2 separate regions of the Arachis hypogaea genome follow, and region 1 is linked to region 2. Evidence: chromatin contacts called from public Hi-C data. All regions are on one chromosome and are shown on one strand. The core of a region is the stretch at or near the end of the contact, and the rest is flanking DNA. Distances in the headings are between cores, read along the strand shown.

What was found. Hi-C and Micro-C count contacts between places; a contact is called where the count stands out from the background.
Region 1: a Hi-C map of leaf shows a contact between it and region 2, with 4 times the contacts expected there. The contact joins the promoter of LOC112766291 here to the promoter of LOC112764382 in region 2. A contact is called at or near these places in 3 of 8 Hi-C or Micro-C datasets (leaf and an unstated tissue).

Annotation. Positions count from the first base shown.
Region 1 is chr17:28,935,388-28,938,833 of arahy.Tifrunner.gnm2.J5K5, reverse strand. LOC112766291 (cytochrome P450 86A1) reads left to right here and starts at 1,573. Exons shown (of 1, transcript XM_025812200.3): 1 at 1,573-3,446. The coding sequence starts at 1,622. The coding sequence ends at 3,172.
Region 2 is chr17:28,800,098-28,803,971 of arahy.Tifrunner.gnm2.J5K5, reverse strand. LOC112764382 (UDP-glycosyltransferase 71K2) reads left to right here and starts at 2,012. Exons shown (of 1, transcript XM_025809938.3): 1 at 2,012-3,706. The coding sequence starts at 2,228. The coding sequence ends at 3,631. LOC112764383 (UDP-glycosyltransferase 71K1) reads left to right here. Exons shown (of 3, transcript XR_003183130.3): 3 at 242-1,397.

The DNA.
Region 1 (3,446 bases), core at 324-2,823, 140 kb before region 2:
AAATATATATTAAATACAAAATAAACAATAAAAATAAACAGTAATTAATTTTAAAATACACATAATATTTTGTAAAAAAATATATTAAAAAATGTAATGAAATGACAAAATTAACTATAATAACTTAAAAATTTAATGAGAGAGTCAATTTTTTTTGTCAATATCAACCAATTTAATTATTTAAATTTTTAATTTTTAATTTAAATTTTAAATATTAAATTCTAAATTCTAAAAAATAATGCTACATAATTAAAAAAGAAGCCACTCAAATAAAGACGTTTAAAATATTTTTTTTAAATATATTTTTTAGTAATTAAATTTAACACATATAATTGATTAAATCGTGTTATTTTTGTTAAAATTAGGCCGGACAAATTAATTTGACAAAAAAATGGTGAATTGAATCTTGAACTGGTCTAAATTAATATTATTTTTTTAATAGAAAATGACTATAGTTTAGACCAGTTCAAGATTCGATTCACCATTTTTTTGTCAAATTAATTTGTCTAATTTTGACAAAAATAATACGGTTTAATTGATTATGGGCTTGTTTGGATACTATTTTTAAAAAAGATTTTTTTTAATGATTTTTTAAAAGATCTTTTACAAAAGTAAAAGTGATTTTATGTTTAAATATCTCATATAAAAAAATCTTTTTATCTATCAATTATGTTTGGGTAAAATAAGATAAAAGTAATTTTTTATTCATTTATTATGTGAAAAATATTTTTTTTAAGGAAAATAGATCTTTTAAAAAAGATATAAATTGTAACTTCTTAAAAAAGATCTTTTTTATTTATTTTTCTAATACTTTTACTATTAGAAATTTGCTAAACACATTAAAAAAAATATTTTTTATTGAAAAAGATATTTTTTATCGATTTAATGGTGCCCAAACAAGCACTATATATGTGTTAAATTTTAATTACTAAAAAATCTCTTTAAAAAAAGATATTTTAAACGTCTTTATCTGAGTATTTTAAACGTATTTATCTGAGTGACTCCCAACCAAAAAAATAATCAATTTTGGCCAATATTTTATCAATACTCTAAATTTTAATACTCTAAACTCAAATAAGTACTAATTTTTTAATCATAAACTCTAAATTTTAAATTTTAATATTATACAAACAAAGAAATTAGTTAACTAATATTAATTAAAAATATGGCCTCTTAATATTTTTTAAGCCTAAATTCTAATTTTAAATCTTAAATTTTTTAAAAATTAAAATAAAATTTAAAAAATATTTTACAAAAAAAATGAACTAATATTAACTAAAAATTATGTGACTTAATTACATAATTAAATATTTAAATGATAATACAAAAATATATATTTACCATCCTATTTAAATTAAATCATAAGAATATATATAAACTTATTTGCGTGCAAGAAACTCTTCATCTAGTAGCAATACTACAAGTACCGTCACTATTGATCAATATCCGAATGATCCACCTAATATTGACCACTCTACTAGACAAGAAAGAAAGAAACAAAGATTCCTAACAACTCTTCCTAAACCTTCTCATATGTCACACTCCCAAAAATATATAAACAAAGAGTGTTCTTCATGCAAAGTCCAACTTAATTAGTGTCCTTTCATTACTGCATCATATCATGCAAATGGAAACCCTCCCACTCCTCCTCACCCTAGCAGCAGCACTATCAGCTTACTTCCTTTGGTTCAAACTCCTTTCCCAGACCTTAACCGGCCCGAAGGCCTGGCCATTCGTGGGGAGCCTCCCGGTCCTCTTCAAGAACCGGAACCGTGTCCACGACTGGATAGCCGACAACCTCCGCGCCACCGCTGGAGCCACGTACCAAACATGTATCATACCATTTCCTTTCTTGGCGCGCAAGCAAGGGTTCTACACGGTCACCTGCCACCCGAAAAACCTTGAGCACATACTCCGAACCCGGTTCGACAACTACCCTAAGGGCCCTAAATGGCAAACGGCATTCCACGACCTCTTAGGACAAGGGATTTTCAACAGCGACGGTGACACGTGGCTCATGCAGCGGAAAACAGCTGCCTTAGAGTTCACAACACGAACCCTAAGGCAAGCGATGGCACGGTGGGTGAACCGCACCATCAAGAATCGTCTATGGTGCATCCTAGACAAAGCGGCAAAGGAGAAGGTTCATGTAGATCTTCAGGACCTTCTCCTTCGCCTTACATTTGACAACATTTGCGGCCTTACTTTCGGGAAGGACCCCGAAACCCTCTCACCACATTTACCAGAAAACCCTTTTGCCGTGGCGTTCGACACCGCAACGGAAGCTACAATGCACAGATCCTTGTATCCAGGTATCGTTTGGAGGTTCCAGAAGCTTCTGTGCATCGGACAAGAAAAACGGTTAAAGGAGAGTCTCGAGATAGTTGAAACTTACATGAACGACGCCATTTTGGACCGCAAGGAATCCCCTTCGGACGACTTGCTCTCCCGTTTCATGAAGAAGCGTGACGCTAACGGAAAACCGTTAAGCCCAACTATCTTGCAACGGATCGTTCTGAATTTCGTTTTGGCGGGAAGGGACACGTCATCCGTGGCGCTCAGCTGGTTCTTCTGGCTCGTAATGAACCACCCCAATGTGGAGGCGAGGATCGTGGCGGAGATCACGGCGATACTCAACCGGAGCCGCGGCGGAGACCGACGGCGGTGGGTGGAGGAACCACTGGACTTCGACGAGGCGGACAAGATGGTTTACCTGAAGGCAGCGCTGGCGGAGACGCTGCGGTTGTACCCGTCGGTGCCTCAGGATTTCAAGCAGGCCGTCGCCGACGATGTGTTGCCAGATGGCACGGTGGTTCCGGCGGGTTCGACGGTGACGTATTCGATATACTCGGCGGGGAGGGTTGAGTGTGTTTGGGGAAAAGATTGTTTGGAGTTTAGACCGGAGCGGTGGCTTTCGATTCGTGAAGACCGGTTCGAACCGCCAAAGGATGGGTTTAAGTTCGTGGCTTTTAACGCTGGACCGAGAACTTGTTTGGGGAAGGACCTGGCTTACCTTCAGATGAAATCGGTGGCTGCGGCTGTGCTTTTGAGGTACCGGCTGTTGCCGGTTCCCGGTCACCGTGTGGAGCAGAAGATGTCACTCACTTTGTTCATGAAGAATGGGCTCAGGGTGTTCCTGGAACCAAGGAAGATTGAGGCTGTGAATCTGTGATGTTAGGGGTTGGTGCCACGTAAGCACATACATGGTGACTTGGTGAGGGATGTTTTCGTCATTCAGAAGGGTGAATTTATATTTATATTTTAATTATGGATGAAAAACTGTATATGTTGGTTTACTACATTTTACTTACTATTTGCATTTTGTTTGGGGGTTGGGTCTGTTGGATTGGGTGAGTGGAAAATTTGATTATAGTATATAGTTGCTCAGCTAAAGTGGGGGGAACTGGTGTTTGTTTATATTTCTATATATGTTGTGTTAATTATTG
Region 2 (3,874 bases), core at 763-3,262:
CAAGTCAAAGACACAGTGCAGAGCATTCTATCTTCCTACCCAAACTCTGATTCGAAACCAGTGATTGCTTTAATGGTAGATTTTGTATGCACTTCCATGATTGATGTAGGAAAAGAGCTTAGCATCCCTTCTTATTTGTACATGCCAACAAACGCAGGATTTCTCAGTCTCATGATTTCCCTCCAAACCCGTTGAATCGAGGATGTGTTCAACGATTCTGATCCTGATTTGTTGATTCCAGGTATCTCCAAACTAGTTCCTTCATCAGTTTTAACTGATGCTCTTTTAAACAAAGATGGTGGATATGTTGCATGTTATAAGCTTGCTCAAAGTTTCAAAGGCTCCAAAGGGATCATTAACACTTTTTCCGAGATCGAGCAGCATTCTATTGATGCATTATCTAAAGGTCAAACCCCTCCTATCTATGCCATTGGTCCTTTGATTGATCTCAAAGGTCATCCTAACTCGAATGTAGACCAAGCACAATGTGGTAGTATCCTGAAATGGCTTGATGAGCAGCCACCATGTTCTGTTATTTTTCTGTGTTTTGGGAGTAGAGGAAGCTTTGGTCCATATCAAACAAGAGAAATAGCACTGGCACTTCAGCATTGTGGACTATGCGTTCTGCGCCAATGTGGGCTATGCGTTCTCCACAACCGACCAAGGTCAACGACAAGAGTAATTTTCCAGAAGGGTTCTTAGAATCATGGAAGGTAGGGGAATGATCTGTGAGTGGGCTCCCCAAGTGGAGATTCTTGCTCACAAAGGAAGTGCCGTGTTTGTGTCGCATTGTGGTTGGAACTCTATTTCGGAGAGCTTGTGGTTTGGGATGCCAATATTGACATGGCCTATCTATGCAGAACAGCAACTGAATGCTTTTTGGATGGTTAAGGAATTTGGAATGCCTCATTGGAATTAAAACTGGATTATAGAACTGATAGTGATGTTGTAATGGCAAACGAAATTGAAAAAGGGCTGAAACAGTTGATGGACAAAGATAGTGTGGTGCACAAGAAGGTGAAATAGATGAAGGATATGGCTGGAAAAGATGTCCTTAGTGGTGCTCTTCTTTGAATTCTGTTGAAGAACTAATTGAGGGTATTGTAGGTAGCAATTTATAACTATTCTGTAGTGTTTCATGAATATAGTTTTCCTTTCTTAGAATCAATGAATAAATTAGTGTGATAGAGAATTTTCTGACTAATATAATATAAGTTAGAAAATTAAATTATTGTAGTTGGTCTATCAATTTTTCTTAAACTGTTGCCAGATCTTTCTATTCCCATATGCTCTATTTTAATGTTGATTAAACCTCTATGATAATGATGCTATTAGCATTAGCACTAAGTCATACTTATTATCATTAGTGGAAAATTACAAATTACAATGTTTTCATCTTCGTGACCTACTTCCTTATATATACGCCTGCTGAATGGTGTTATCAAGTTTAAAAGCATTCAAACTACATTAAACAGTTGAAAGAAAGATCAAAGAAACAATGATATAAAATGCAACATAGTTAATTAGTTATTAGATCTCTGCTTATCTGAGACATAAGATCCTACTAAACAAAACAAATGATGAATCATAATTTTGGCTGTTCACATCTAACCTAGTGAATAAAATGGATTACCTCAATAACAAATTTATGATTAGCAAAGTCGTTAAAGTACCAACCAGATTTTTTGAATTAAGAAACCATGCCTGAATATTTGTGTGCCCTTTTGTATTGTGCTACTAATTATTGAGCTGTTGAGAGCCAATCGCATCTATATTATTATTGGTTTGACTTGGTATATATTAGGATTTAATATATTATAAATAAATAAACAAACAGATAGTAGAATGTTATCAAGTATGCAAATTGCTAGCAGGGTCAGACTTTTGATATGCACTATTTTCTTAAGGAAAAAAATCTTGGTAGGTTATCGTGTGATTGATATCTATCTATCTTAAACAATAAACAACTACCTATAAATAAATCATTTTTGAAAGTGTAATGTTTGGGTCCCTGCAGCCTGCAATTTAATTTTATATTTCCATTATGAATTAGACCCTACATTGATACACTCAGCATCTAGAAGATTGTTGAAAAACAAGGCCACCGCATCATCCATAGCCTCATCTAGTTCCGTGTTCTTGTTGAAAACTTTGTAATTATTGTTTTTAAATTCCTCATGCCCTTTAATGGTTGCAGAAGCCTAAAAGACTAAGAAGAACAAAGAACATGGATGACACTGAGCTGAAGAACAAAGCAAAATTGATCTTCATTCCTTCACCAGGAATTGGTCACTTGTCTTCAGCTCTTGAATTTGCAAAACTTCTAATCAACCGTTATAACCACCTTTCCATCACAATCCTCTGCATCAAGCTCACTACCACCTCCGTTTCTGATTCATATATAAAATCAGATTTATCTTCACAATCACAAATCGAACTTATCAACGTCCCTGAAATAGAACCACTTCCACCAGAGCTGCTACTGAAAGCTCCACTATACTATGTCTTGACCTTTTTGCAGAACCTTGCGCCGCACGTCAAAGAAACTGTGCAAAGCATTTTATCATCCTATCCGAATTCTGGGTCGGAACCAGCTGTTGCGTTGGTTGTCGATTTCGTGTTTGCTTCCCTGATTGATGTGGGAAGAGAACTGAGCATCCCTTCTTATTTATACATGCCATCAAATGCAGGATTTCTAAGTCTCATGCTTTCCCTCCGCAATCGTCGAATGGAGGATGTTTTCAATGATTCTGATCCTGATATACTGATTCCAGGTATCTCAAATCTTGTTCCTTTAAAGGTTTTACCTGATGCTCTTTTAAGCAAAGATGGATACGTTCCATGTCACATGCTAGCGCAGAAGTTCATAGACACCAAAGGTATCATTGTTAACACTTTTATGGAGATAGAGAAGTATGCTATTGATGCATTATCTGATGGGAAAAATCCTCCTATATATGCTATTGGTCCTTTGATTAATCCAAAATCTCATCCAAATTCAAAGTTAGAACAAACCCAACATGATATGATATTGAGATTTCTTGATTACCAAGAAACTTCTTCTGTTGTTTTTCTGTGTTTTGGGAGTAGGGGAAGCTTTAGTCCATCCCAAACAAGGGAAATAGCTACGGCGCTTCAGCGTAGTGGAGTTAGGTTCTTGTGGGCTATGCGTTCGCCACCAAACAAAGCCAGTGATGATGAGAGTGCCTTGCCAGAAGGGTTCTTAGAATGGATGGAAGGCATGGGAATCATTTGCGAATGGGCGCCACAAATTGAGATTCTTGCACACAAAGCCATTTGTGGCTTCGTGTCGCATTGTGGTTGGAACTCTATTTTGGAGAGCTTGTGGTTTGGGGTACCAATGTTGACATGGCCTATCTATGCAGAACAGCAACTGAATGCTTTTAGGATGGTGAAAGAGTTTGGATTAGCATTGGAGTTAAAACTGGAATATAGAACTGGAAGTGATGTTGTAATGGCAGATGAGATAGAGGAAGGACTGAAAAAATTGATGGAGAAAGATAGTATTGTGCACAAGAAGGTGCAAGAGATGAAAGATATGGCTAGGAATGCTGTCCTTGATGGTGGATCATCTTTCAAATCTATTGGAGAGTTTGTTGATAGTATATGAGCTTGTGTTACATGCACTCAAAAGTCAAAATTTCTTGTCATCAAAATTAATTTTATAAAATTAACTTTATACAAACTTCTGTTTACAAACTGTAATCCAAACACTCTCACAGTTGATTCACTTTTCTTTGATATATTGTGTAGCAGATAAAAGTATGCTGGCTCAATGTACGGGAAAAAAACAAGTATAAAAACAATTTCTAATGTGATATCATAAGCAGGCAGCAACTGACGATAACTATGG